Linked DNA regions of Mus musculus: regions 1 and 3 are each linked to region 2. A link is a contact called in public HiChIP or PLAC-seq data. All regions are on one chromosome and are shown on one strand. The core of a region is the stretch at or near the end of the contact, and the rest is flanking DNA. Distances in the headings are between cores, read along the strand shown. Region 1 overlaps 4930432J09Rik (RIKEN cDNA 4930432J09 gene). Region 2 holds the start of Ednrb (endothelin receptor type B). Region 3 overlaps 4930432J09Rik (RIKEN cDNA 4930432J09 gene).

Region 1 (4,186 bases), core at 91-2,590, 130 kb before region 2:
CAGCAGAAAGACAGGGCATCAAGTGGAGGGATGGGGTTGCCATTCCACAGTAAAAAAACTAACCCAGAATTGTTCCTATCTAAAAGACCTACAGGGACAAAAATGGAGAAGAGCCTGAAGAAAGGAGATCCAGTGGCAGGTTCAAATTGGGATCCATCTCAAGAGGAGGCTCCAAGACTTGACACTGTTACTGAGGCTGTGGTGTGCTTACAGACAGGAGCCTAACATGGCGGCCTCCTAAGAGTCCCAGCAAGCAGCTGACTGAGACAGATGCAGATACTTACACCCAACCAATGGACAGAAGCTGGGATCCCCTGTTGTTGAATTGGGGAAAGCTGGAAGAAGTCAAGGAAGAGGGTGAACCCATAGGAAGACCAGCAGTCTCAACTAACCCAGACCCCTAAGGTTTCTCAGATACTGAGCCACCAATGAGGCAGCATACACCAGCTGATATGAGGCCCCCACCATATAGACAGCAGAAAACTGCCTGGTCCTCTCAGTGAGAGAAGATACACCTAACCCTGGAGAGACTTGAGGCCTTAGGGAATGGGGAGGTCTGGTGTAGTGAGGAATGGGAGTGGGGGTGTGAGTGGGGACATCCTCTTGGAAATGGGGCAGGAGATAGGGTCAGGAGAAATGTGATGAGCTACTATCAGAGGGTGGTCTGGGAGGGGGAATAAAGACTGGACTATTAAAAAAAGATTAAAAAGTAATAATAGTAAAGAAAAATGTGTAAATGTGAGCTGTAAAGGTCTAAGAAATTGAATTAGGCTGTGTAAAACAATGGGAAGTGTTTCAGACTGTGGCCCACCCCACCCCTGCTCTCTGTGCTATTGTTGAATTAAGACTGCAAGAGTTCAGAGCTTTAACATTAATCAGTGCAGTTCTGATAACTATTAATCCAAGTCTGCCATAACATTGGCATATCAGTCACAAGTGCAAATTTTTAAATTTCCTTTGGTTGTTTTCTAAATATAGACTTAAAAGTGCTTCTCACTCATGCTAAAAATTGTCTTGTTCAACTATACTTCCAGTTCTCTGGATACAAAGTGTTAATGCATTTAACCTAGAATCGTAGCTTTGGGTTCCCACACTTTTCCTACGATTCAAAAGTGTGAGTCTACTGACTCTTCTACAATGCACTCTTCAGTACAGATAACAGTGGTAATTTGTAAACTTTAAAAATTCTTGTAAGTTTCAGACTTGGATACAGCTGTCACAGGTCAAATGGACTGAAGACAAGTACTCCTGTCAATCAACAGACGAAGTTTCTCTCTGCCCCTCCCTATTCCTGAAAGTGGGCTTTCTTCCTCTTCCCTTGGTTTTGGGACTCTTCCACTTCCCCAAACCAGGAACCATGGACCTAGAAGTTTCAAGGGTACACCCAAGATAACAACTTTCCTTCCTCTAAGCTCCGTAACTTTACTTTCTTCCTCTTTCTCCTCTTCTTCCTCCTTTCTTCCTCCCCCTTCTCCTTAGAGCAGTCATGTTCTTATTCCTATTCAATGTGAAAATATTATTTCTCACTGAGCATGTTATAAATACCTTAGTGTCCATTTTCAGTATCTGTTAGGCAAAATTAATAGCTAATAGAGTAAGAAAGATTGCATTTATCCAAATTCAAATGATTAAACATCCTTAAAATAGAATCTGTAGATAGAGTGGATCTAATGTTAACATTAAAACATAGTTAGAAGACAAAAGGACCCCAGTAAAACCACAAAGACCCAGAGCATTACATAACTTCATGAGGCCCATGTCTTACAAGTTCCAAAAAGGACTAACAAACTTTTCTATTTTGTTAATGAGAGGCAAACAAAGCATTTTAGCAAGGAGGGATCAGTTGCTGCTGGCCTTTGAGGCTGGCTTACCCTGCCTGGGTTTTCTGAGGAAATACTGCCGGTGTGAACTTTCCAAATGTTCTTTGGCCCTAGGATGGTCGGAGGCCTTGCAAAGATGTCAAATGCTCTTCGTATAACCACTAGCCACGCTGCAGTTAGACAGAGAGCTGCAGCCTGCCACAGCCCTTTTATCTCATTTTCCTTTAGAAATTATATAGCCCTTTAAGAAACAGAAAACTTTCTTTTAATTGACAGTGTTGGAGCTAGAAATCTGGGAATATTTTCACAGTCCTTAAAAGCTTTCTGGCCTACATTTAGCCTTTGGAGATTGCCTTCCCCTGCCCTCCAATAAAGTCTGTCCTGCTTGTCAGTGTTGACCCCTTTGGTTAGCACATTGCCCTCCCTTGAAGCCTAGGACCCATCTCAAAAAAATTAAGGAGATAAGAGGCCGTATGAAAGCTCTTAAGATACTTCACATTTGGAGCAAACAATGGACTATTTACTTGCCTTATCTTAGGATGGGTGTTCCCTCAGTTCATTAGGGAAGGGCCAGGGTAGAGGAAATTTACACAAGGGACTGGGCCCCACAAATCTCCTAGGAAGTAGCTAGATCTTCAGGGTACCAGCCCCTGTGACCTCAGCCAAGCCAGCCAGACGCCAAACAGAAGATATTGTTTCAAGTAAACCTTTTCTCTTTATGTTGAGCCTGAGTGTTTTGTAACTGAAATGAGAGACATGTATGTTGGGGGGTATTGTTAAGGTTTCTGTATCATACGTGTATGGAAACAACTAAAGATTACTCAAAAGAAAGTAGAGTTTATTTTTTGAGGAGCTGATACAGTGTGGTAATTAGCCACTATCAACAGCATTTCTCAGTAACTCAGAGCAAAAAAAAAAAAAAAAAAAAAAAAAGCAACAAACAAACAAACAAAAGACTTATGGTGATAAAAAAGATTTGTAGATGCAAATCCTGACTGCGAGCTTTTGGAAAGGGGATGCAGAAGTGAGTCCGTTGGAAGCAGAGCTAGGATCAGTTTGAGGAGCACATTTGCTTCCAGGAGTTCTATCGTGAGTTAGAAGCACAAGCAAAGCTGGAGAGCTGGCTCGGGGCTTAAGGACACTGAATGCTTGCTCTTTCAGAGGACCTGGGTTCAATTCCCAGCATCTACATGGTGGCTGACAACTGTAACTTCAGTTCCAGGGTTTCCAATAGATTCACACATACATGCAGGCAAAATAGCAATCAAAAAAATATATACCTCTAGGCAGAGCTTTATAATGATAGAATAATTCAAATTAAAAAAGAAAAAGAAAGAAAGGCACAGGCAAAAGTTAAGGAAGCTGATGGTTATTGAGTGAGACCCAAAGGAGGCTCTGCTTCCCTGGGACGGTTCTTGTCCAGTTTGGGGGTCAAAGTTCTATTACTATGTGGTCACACTGCCCTTCGTGTGGTTTTTCATCCCCATTTTAAAATAAAATAGTTTCTAAGAAACCTAGAAGAAAGTAACCATAAAATTGTGCCTAGACGTTAACTCTAGAACAGTTTGTATTTTAAAGGAACACCAGAGGTTTTCTAGCCCAAGCCATGTCCTTGAAAGAAACTTTACAAAATAACATAAAAAATGGAAACTGATTGGGAGCTAGAAATAAAAACTCCCCCAGTGCTATCTGTTTTTGTTGATCCAGTTTCAAAATGGTGTTATAAAAGACTAAATCGTCTGACAAGCAATCTGCCGATCCGTTTCTGAAAAACAAACAATTCCACCAGATCAGACAGAAGAGCAATAGGAAGAGCCAAGAAAGGCTTAAGGGTCGCTACGAAGATAGAGAAAAATGTAGATAAGAGAACTGCTTTGTAAACTAAGCCGGAGAACCAGGGCTGTTGCACTGCATGGAAGAGGATTCTGGGATGCCCCCAAACTCCTGAGCGAGGAGCTATAGATAGTGAAGCTTCACTCCAGGGCAGAAGAGAGCATAGCTCTGAAACTCCAAAGAGTAGATACAACTACAGGACTAGATCTCAGAATAACCAATTTGAATAAGGAATTTAAAAACTAACTAGTGTAGTTTCTGTGAGCACTTACAGAAAGAGCAAAGCACCAGTGTGACAGAAGGTTTGAAAGTGCAGATGTAACACACAGGGCACAAAGGACACATGGACTGGAGGAAAATTGCTGGTAAAAGCAGTTGTACAGCTAGAAACGGGCTCACTAAAATATGACAGGGGATTGTAAAACAGCTTAATCAGTAAAAGGGGCTTGCCGCACAAGCCTGAAAATCTGAGTTTAATCCCTGGAACTCATGATGAAGGAGAGACGTGACTCTTCCATGTGGTTTTGGACCTC
Region 2 (4,716 bases), core at 1,316-3,815:
TAGTTAACAAAACCAGTTTGCATAGTGGGGGAATGTGGACTCAAAAGCCTGGCTTAAATCTAGTTTAAATCTAATAATATGACCCAAAGTGAATTTTTGAGATTCACATTCACTACATATAAATCCATGAAGAATAATGCCAACACTGCTGTGAGGGAGTGCGTGAGCTCCTGTGAAGAAAAAGGCCTAATTGGGTGATAGTTCCTAGAGCCAATGGGTAGTTTAATGCGCCCATCATATTGGAATTCAGAGTACAACTGAGAAAAGAAATTACACAGAGCTTAAAATGATTTGGCTATATTCTTGGCCACCAGGAATTAATAAATTAAAATTGAGTAGTTTGAAATCAGTTTAATCATCAACCTATTAAAAAAACTTATATTTTGAGCTCAACTTGTGGCAGGTACTATGATGGTGTAGAGGGAACGCAGCATTCAGTCTCTGGCCTGGTACCAAGGGAATACAGCATTCTTTCAGTCACTGACCCGATACAGAGATCAGATTAGATTAGATTTAGATTCGATTTAGACCAGGCTTTTGAGTCTACATCCTCCCACTATGCAAACTGATTTGGCAAACTATTTTGATGAACTTAATTACATACACACCAGATAGATATTTTTAATAACATTTTGGTAGAAGAGCATTTTACACATGGGTGTGCTGATTTGAATGAGGAATATAATCATAGCATTCATTCAGTCACTGGCCTGGCACAGTTCTTTCACATGACCTTGTCAGTGACCCACACTAACCTCTATAGGTTATTCTACCTTCACTTCTTTTGCGGTGATAAAACACCCTGACTGTAAGCAGCCTCCTCGGGAAGGAAAGGGTGATTTGACTTTCATCACTGAGGGCAAGTCAAGGCATGATCTCAGGCAGCTCACCACATCTCATCCACATATGGCAGAGCAACGTCAATCCATGTGCAGGGTGCTCGCTGCTTATGCCTGACCAGCCTTCTTCATTCTGTACAGTTCAGAGTCCAGCCCAGGAAACAGATGTCCCCTCATGCTCAGTGGGTCTTCCTACCTTAATAAACATTAAGGTGATTCCCCCCTCCCCCTACCTCCACAAACAAGTCCATGGGCCAACCTCACCCAGACAATGTCTCAGGCAGGGACTTTTTTTTATTTATGAGTACACTGTAGATGTCTTTAGACACACCAGAAGGTATCAGATCTCATTACAAATGGTTGTGAGCCACCATGTGGTTGCTGGGAATTGAACTCAAGACCTCTGGAAGATCAGCCAGTGTTCTTAACCTCTGAGCCATCTTGCCAGCCCCTCAAGCAGGGTCTTCTTTAGGATCTCCCCGCAAAGTAATTTCAGGTTGAGGCAAATTGACATGTAAAGCAGCTAGAACGATAGTCAAGTACAAAATTAGCGTTAGTAGTCTACAAGTGCTCTAAAAAACAGGGCAGAGGCACATCTCAGCAGGAATTAGCAGGGACATTCCCATTGCATGGAAGACACACTAATAGAGATGATGAGAAAGAGAGAGGTAGAGAAGAAAGCCTGAGTGAAAGTGACTTGTGTCAAAGGGACAGGTTCAAAACTGCCCTTGGAGCAGGCACATCCTTACTGAAGCACACAAAGAATTCCTTATTGCACAACACTGTATGTTGGCACGAAAGTCCACGTGAAGCAGTTCCATGCTGACCTTGTCTTCACTGAGGCAGGAGGATAAACATTGTCTTCAAAACAACCTGATTTGGAATTGGTGCTCATGCCCAGGCCATAGTTCCCATCCCTTAGACTTAACTACAGTCCACATTTAAAGTTCACCTTTTAACATACACGCGCACGTTCTGCTTCCAGCTTCATGGGAAACATTTGATAGGCGTTGCCCATCTAAGATGCAAATCCTAGTTGTACAATGAACTAGCTGGGAGACAAAGGGGGTCTAGAGGATGACCTCCTCTGCAGGCACAGCAGGATCTTGCTGATAGCAGAATAATGCACCTCACCCACCACTCTGCGCAACGGAAGATCCCTAGCATTCCCTTCTCTACCATAAAGACAGAAGCCAAGAATGACAGGGAGAGTTCATTTCCTTGCTCTGTCTGGTAAAATAAGCGTCAGGTTGAATTTGTAAATAGGCTTCCTGAGTATTTTCCTGTCTTCTGCCTCAGGTCCCTTTAGGCAACAGTAGAAAGACCCCTAGTAATGGCACCTCAGTACACAGGAAGAGGGATCTACAGGGCACAGAGAGAGATCTACAGGGCCTTTTGGTCCTTTGGGTGGGCAGTCCCTCTGCCGAAGAAGAAAGCGTCCCGCCCTGCATGCTGGCTTAAAACTTAAGGGCAAAACAAAACAAAACAAAACAAAATCAAAAAACAAGAACAAACGAAAGACAACTTCCCCAAACCAAGCAGATTTCGGGAATCACTACAGGACATTTGTGTGAACAGTCGGAGTATTCAAAGTCCAGGTTGATACAGAACCTTCTCTCCTAGGTTCCAGATCCCAGGTTGTCATGGGATATGTTAGTTTCTTCGTTGAGTAAGAAATAAACAGCTTTATGTGAGACACAACTCTGAACTAGGACTGCCCCTCCCAGCGGTCAGCTGGGGCTGATACTGTCCAGGCGTCGCCCAAGGGAAAAGGTTGTGGCAAGGTCGCTCAGAAAACGCGGGAGGAGTCTGGCGTTGATTGATGCTGGGAAGGGACCGAATGAATAAAAGTACTTGTCTGGGGACAGCAAAGACCCCGCTCAAGCTGCTGAGGATCCGCTGCCTGGCATTCTCTCGGTCTTTTGTCAGAGCCAGAGCTGCATTCAGTTGCGAGAGGCCTGTTTAGGAGCAGCTGGACGCCTGCTGAGAGCCGCAAGCTCCCTAGGGCAGTTGACAACCTGGGAAGGAGGTTCCCTGCTCGTGGCGCTGCTCCTGGTGCTTCCAATCCGCACGAGGTAACGAACCATCCTGGTTTAGCTTTGAATTAACATCTGTGGCTGAACCGTGCTTTGGGGCTTCCGCTTTGCTTAGTGGTTCGGGGGTTTTTTAATTAGTAAAACTTACACACGACAGCGATTTAAACCGAGATTGGGTTGTAAGGCGAGTGTTTGAAGTCACTGGGACAGCACAGAAGTTGGTGCTGATCTGTTATTCTCTCGGTTCTTGGCTGAGTGCATTGACGTATGCCCTTGGCCGCTAGGTGCCTTCACTCCGGGTCCCCAAGCTTAGCTAAAATTGGGCTTGCTTCTTCCCGGCACATACGAGTGTTCTTTCATTGGGACACGCACCCTCCCCAGTCTGGAACACCCCCTGCCCGAATGCTCCTCCCCACCGACTGGTCTACGGCAGGGCTGGGGATTAAAACTCTGCGAGCAGGGTCCGGGAGGAGACTGAATGCAGACCAGCGGGTGGCGTGCGCCCAAGTTCCCCACTGGCGCGCAAACTTAACTTACTGTTAAGGCGCGGGTAGAGGCAACCGGGCTAGTGTGTTTTCAGAGGCTTGGCTGGGGTAGCTGACTTAAGTGTCCTGTCTTCACTCCCCAGTTGGTCTCCAGACTGAAAACAGCAGAGCGGCTACCAGACTCTCACAGGAGCAAGCTGTAACATGCAATCGCCCGCAAGCCGGTGCGGACGCGCCTTGGTGGCGCTGCTGCTGGCCTGTGGCTTCTTGGGGGTATGGGGAGAGAAAAGAGGATTCCCACCTGCCCAAGCCACGCTGTCACTTCTCGGGACTAAAGAGGTAATGACGCCACCCACTAAGACCTCCTGGACCAGAGGTTCCAACTCCAGTCTGATGCGTTCCTCCGCACCTGCGGAGGTGACCAAAGGAGGGAGGGGGGCTGGAGTCCCGCCAAGATCCTTCCCTCCTCCGTGCCAACGAAATATTGAGATCAGCAAGACTTTTAAATACATCAACACGATTGTGTCGTGCCTCGTGTTCGTGCTAGGCATCATCGGGAACTCCACGCTGCTAAGAATCATCTACAAGAACAAGTGCATGCGCAATGGTCCCAATATCTTGATCGCCAGTCTGGCTCTGGGAGACCTACTGCACATCATCATAGACATACCCATTAACACCTACAAGGTAATGTACCTGATAACGAACGATCTGAGGATCTGGAAACCAAAGGTGGGGTTGTAAGCTGAGTGGTAAAGTGGCAATCTTTAAAGTATTGGTGGTGGTGGGGGGGGGGGGTTAGACACTTTCTCAAGGAGACTGCTCCTCTGCCAATAGTGACAATTGAATTTGAACGAGATTTTCCTGCGGGTTTTCTTAGCCTCTGACAAGTGTAGCTTTCCAGGTAGTGACATTGTTACTATTGGAGATCTGTTAGGAAAGAAGAATTCAGATTCCCTGACCCAGGGTCACTGAATCAGAAGCTCTGGTGAAGATGACAGCAGTGATACATTTTAAAAATCCTTTGTAACTATGACAACATTTAACAGTTGGGAATCACAAGCCTGGAAGTCAGTCTTTCTAGGCACAACCTCTTAAAAGTATGGTCCCCAAAGTGGGATCATGAATATCGTCTGGGAGTTTGTGAGGAGTGCAAATCTGCCCCAAACAGAGTTTGCATCTTGGGTGTACAGATGATTCATGGGTAAGGTAACTTTGGAAAACATGGTTTTCAGGACCCAGAAAGCCTGTCAGTAAGATTTTAGGAAACAATTGGCTTAGGCTAAAGGGGCCTAGAATGGTAAGTAAAAATGTATTTCCTTGATTCGAGTGGCCTTGGATACTCTTCATGGAATT
Region 3 (4,572 bases), core at 472-2,971, 160 kb before region 2:
AACAGTAATGTCGTAGTCAGTCTCTCTAGTTTTTAAGACCTTCATATCTGTTTTTTCCTCACGCACTTCAAGTAAACAAGCGAACACGAGGTATTAGAGGTTCAAACCGTTCATAAGTTAAAGAGTCGTGATGTAAAATAAAAGATGTAATAAAAGAAAATGACTTTCTTGTGTTTCTGCTAGAAACTTTGATATATGCTCCTATTCCTGAAAAAAAAAAAACTTCATGCCACCAATTTTCAATTACATTTATAAATTCTAATATCAGTGCATAGTCATATATGTAACTATGTATTAGAATATGGGGGCCTAGATGTCCTGCAATGTGCTTTTTTCTCAAGGTGGAAAACCAGGAAAGCAGCAACCAGTCTGAGGCAAAAACATGAGAGCCAACAAACCAATGGTGTAGGTTCTGGAGTCTGAGACCAGAGAGCCTTACTTTGTGATGGTGCAGAGCCAGAGAAGATGAATGCTTCAGATGAAGGAGAGAGAGAGACAGAGACAGAGACAGAGACAGAGAGACAGAGAGAGACAGAGACAGAGAGAGACAGAGAGAGACAGAGACAGAGAGACAGAGACAGAGAGATAGAGAGATACAGGGAGCCCTGCCTTCTTTTATATTCCTTATTATTTGAAGCTATGTCAGAACTAGATGGTGACCAGACAAATGGGCAACAGCAATTTTTCTTTCTTTAATTACTAATTCAAATGCTGATATATTCCACAAATACCTTCATAGAGAAACTAAGGAATGACAGTTTATTTGCTGAGCACCATTTAGTATAATCAGATTGACAGGAATATTACCCATATGTTAATAGTCACACTCTCTCCCTCTCCATGTTCTAAGTGGCCATTTGAAACCACCAGTCTGCTCTCCATTTCTACGCCATGTCACTGCATGTCACTGCCATGTCACTGCACACAATTTTAGGAGGAACCATGCTTTTGGGGACTGCATTGTTCACCGCCATCTCTGGAATGTATGCTTGCTCTTGAGTTAGTAGCACTATCAGGGGAAGGATGTGATCTTGTTGGAGAAGGTGTGTCACTAGGGTTGAGCTTTGATGTTTCAAATCCCAAGACAGGCCCTATCTGTCTGTTTGTCTGTCCGTCTGTCTGCCTTTTTCTCCCTTCCTGCTCCTTGTGCATGGGATATAAACCCTCAGCTGCTGCTCCAGGCCATGCCTGCCTCTTTGTCTGATACCATGCTCCCCACCATAGGCTTTACTAACCTCTAGAATTATGATCCACTACATCAAATGCTTTCTAAATCATGGCATTTCTTCACAGTAATAAAAAAGTAACTAAGACACTTGGGAACTCATTAGTGAGCAGCTCCTTGGTTTGGTGCGTTCCTAGAACACGTATACCCTCCAGTCTCTCTTCTCTACAGCTCCAAATCCTCTCATCACCTGTATATGATTCCTATCCAATTATACTTAATGTAAGGATTAGGATAATTGCATCTTCTTTCCATTGTCCTATTCATTGAAATGTCTTGACACATTTTAAAATGTACTATTAAACAAATAAAGCATTAATATATTTTGACTCTTTGTTCTATGAAAACTTTTTCCAAACTTGTATTTAAATGAAGTTTTGCTGGGATAGTTGTTTCCTATTGAAGAAAATTATTTCACAATCAATAATACAAGTTCCGTAAGTTCAAGCTTTGTGGATTTATTTACCAGCAAGATTTCTTCCACACACTGAACATGAAGAATGCACTTCATCATGTGAACTACTAATGACTTCCTCTTTGGGATGACAACCCTCTCTAATCAGCTGGAAGATGTCCAACTAAAACTAGCTTACTAAAATATACATACTTCAAACTTTCATGCCTCTGCATTAATTTTAAAATTACACTTAAAGTTAAATATATATTTGTTATATATGCATATTAATGAAAATACCCAGTTTTGTTGAGCATAGTGGCACATGTCTTTAATCCTAGAACTTGGGAGGCTGAGGCAGAGGCAGAGGCAGAGGTGACAGAGGAGGCAGAGGCAGAGGTGGCAGAGGCAGAGGTGGCAGAGGAGACAGAGGAGGCAGAGGAGGCAGAGGAGACAGAGGAAGCAGAGGAGGCAGAGGAGGCAGAGGAGGCAGAGGAGGCAGAGGAGGCAGAGGAGGCAGAGGAGGCAGAGGAGGCAGAGGAGGCAGAGGCAGAGGCAGAGGCAGAGGCAGAGGCAGAGGCAGAGGCAGGCTGACAAATAGATCATTGTGTTAGAGACTAGCCTTATCTACATAGTGAGACCCTGGGTTTTTTGTTTGTTTGTTTGTTTGCTTGCTTGCTTGCTTGCTTGTTTTGTTTTGTTTTGTTTGTTGTATTCTATGCATTCCAGAATTGAAAACCTAAAACTATTTTGAACAGAGTTATATAATCTTTTGCTTTTTTATTATTTGAACATTTTATACATGCATTTTGATCAAATCTAGCTCCATTCCTCAGTCTCTAATCCCTCCCTTATTTTTCCAGCATTATTTCCTCCAAACTCCATGGATTTTTTTTTTTTTTTATCCCATGGAATCCATTTAGTTCTGCCTGTATATGAGTGGACATAGGGTGATGCACTAGAGGCAGTGTAGCCTCTCAGAAGTTGTATTCCCTAAGGAAAACTGACTCTTCAAGCAGTCATCAATGGCTTCACAGCGTAGAAAAGGGCTTCATGAAGCTTTCTATGATCTATGCTAGGATTTTGCTCACCTGATCTTATAACATATTTTGTGCATGCAGTCACAGCAGGTATGAGTTGATATGTTCACAAAAGTATAGTACAGCTAATACAGAAATTAGTGTGGAGGTTTCTTGAGAAACTAAATTTAGTAATTTTAGTAACTATTAGGATTTTAGTAAAGACCAAGCTATACCTAAGCTATATGAAAAGGTATTCAAGTTCTGCTATAGAGATAGTTGTGCATCCATATTTGTTTCTCATCCTTTTCCATTGCAAAGAAATGGAATCCATCTGGATATCCATGAGCAGATGAATGGGTCATGAAGACATAGTCCATGTGTACAATGGAATTTTTTCAGCTGTAAAGAGAAGTGAAATTTGCAGGAAAAAAATGGATGGATCTGGAAAACATTATGTAAAGTAAAGTAATGCAGGCTCTGAAAGGTGAATTTCCTAAATGTTTTATTTCATATCTAGATCCTAGCCTCTGGCTTTTAAAAATGTGTACCCAAATGGGAGGAACATAGATATTGTTCAAGATACTAGAAAGGGCTCTGTGTGGTGATGGAGGAGGTGGTGGTGGTGCTGACTTTAGGGGAAGGACAATAATCAATGGGAGGGAGGGTACAGCTGGAGAACAGGGTACTGAGAGAAGGTAGGTTGGGGAAAATATATATGAAAACTTTGCATGGAAAACCATTACTCTGTAAGTTAAACACAAATGTGTGTGTGTGTGTGTGTGTGTGTGTGTTAAAGTTCAATTAAGAGTAAAGTCATTAAACTGCAAAATGCCTTCCTTTAATACTCTGATGCAAAGATAGACACATATATGTGAGAGTAACTTTCATCTACTTGAAAACCATAGCTTTTTTTTATTCTGTACCTATATCATAGTCTTTTCTTGATAAAATTAATTGGAACTTCGGAAGAATATTTTTCATCATACAAACAAAATGTCCTCCAAGTATCCAATAGCTGTAGGATATATGTAGGATATATGTAGGATATATGTAGGATATATGTGTGTATGTGTATATATATATACACATATACATGTATTTGTGTGTGTATGTATGTATGTGTGTATGTATGTATGTATGTATGTATGTATTAACATGTTCTGAGAACCCAGGGAAATGCAAATCAAAACAACCCTGAGATTCCACCTTACACTAGTCAGAATGTCTAAGATCAAAAATTCAGGTGACAGCAGATGCTGGCAAGGATGTGGAGAAAGAGAAACACTCCTCCATTGTTGGTGGGATTGCAAGCTTGTACAACCACTCTGAAAATCAGTCTGGTGGTTCCTCAGAAAATTGGACATAGTACTACCGGAGGATCCAACAACACCTCTCCTGGGCATATATCCAGAAGATGTCCCAACCGGTAAGAAGGACACATGCTCCACTATGTTCATAGAAGCCTTATTTATAATAGCCAGAAGCTAGAAATAACCCAGATGCCCCTCAACAGAGGAATGGATACAGAAAATGTGGTACATTTACACAATGGAGTACTACTCAGCTATTAAAAAGAATGAATTTATGAAATTCCTAGGCAAATGGATGGACCTGGAGGGCATCATCCTGAGTGAGGTAACCCAATCACAAAAGAACTCACACAATATGTACTCACTTATAAGTGGATATTAGCCTAGAAACTTAGAATACCCAAAATATAAAATACAATTTGCTAAACACATGAAACTCAAGAAGAATGAAGACCAAAGTGTGGACACTTTGCCCTTCTTAGAATTGGGAACAAAACACCCATGAAAGGAGTTACAGAGACAAAGTTTGGAGCTGAGACGAAAGGATGGACCATCTAGAGACTGCCATATCTGGGGATCCATCCCATAATCAGCTTCCAAATGCTGACACCATTGCATACA

What was found. HiChIP or PLAC-seq counts read pairs in DNA pulled down with a chosen protein or histone mark.
Region 1: an H3K4me3 HiChIP or PLAC-seq map of bone marrow-derived macrophages shows a contact between it and region 2, with 6 times the contacts expected there. The contact joins the enhancer-like site here to the promoter of Ednrb in region 2. A contact is called at or near these places in 1 of 39 promoter capture datasets (liver), 4 of 484 Hi-C or Micro-C datasets (bone marrow-derived macrophages, nephron progenitors and uterus), 2 of 115 datasets of contacts at active chromatin or transcription factors (bone marrow-derived macrophages and heart atrium) and 3 of 9 other capture datasets (adipose tissue, liver and macrophages).
Region 3: a contact with region 2 is called in an H3K4me3 HiChIP or PLAC-seq map of bone marrow-derived macrophages, with 7 times the contacts expected there. The contact joins the enhancer-like site here to the promoter of Ednrb in region 2. A contact is called at or near these places in 1 of 39 promoter capture datasets (macrophages), 5 of 484 Hi-C or Micro-C datasets (adipose-derived mesenchymal stem cells, bone marrow-derived macrophages, nephron progenitors and 2 more), 6 of 115 datasets of contacts at active chromatin or transcription factors (bone marrow-derived macrophages, cardiomyocytes, differentiating embryonic stem cells and 2 more) and 5 of 9 other capture datasets (adipose tissue, bone marrow-derived macrophages, liver and 2 more).

Annotation. Positions count from the first base shown.
Region 1 is chr14:103,976,170-103,980,355 of GRCm38.p6, reverse strand. It overlaps 4930432J09Rik (RIKEN cDNA 4930432J09 gene), which reads left to right. Exons shown (of 3, transcript NR_045953.1): 3 at 87-2,728. Among named protein-coding and RNA genes, the nearest start is that of Gm41238, 29 kb to the left of the region's middle. Within about 2 kb of position 1,340, at least 9 of the 459 cell types and tissues checked have an H3K27ac peak or open chromatin away from gene starts, as enhancers often do. A contact at or near this core is called in adipose tissue and bone marrow-derived macrophages, where this site is marked.
Region 2 is chr14:103,842,325-103,847,040 of GRCm38.p6, reverse strand. Ednrb (endothelin receptor type B) reads left to right here and starts at 2,565. Exons shown (of 8, transcript NM_001136061.2): 1 at 2,565-2,914; 2 at 3,504-4,047. The coding sequence starts at 3,565. All of the region lies in intron 1 of Gm35197 (a long non-coding RNA gene), which reads right to left.
Region 3 is chr14:103,999,815-104,004,386 of GRCm38.p6, reverse strand. All of the region lies in intron 1 of 4930432J09Rik (RIKEN cDNA 4930432J09 gene), which reads left to right. Among named protein-coding and RNA genes, the nearest start is that of Gm41238, 5.1 kb to the left of the region's middle. Within about 2 kb of position 1,721, at least 1 of the 459 cell types and tissues checked has an H3K27ac peak or open chromatin away from gene starts, as enhancers often do. A contact at or near this core is called in bone marrow-derived macrophages, where this site is marked.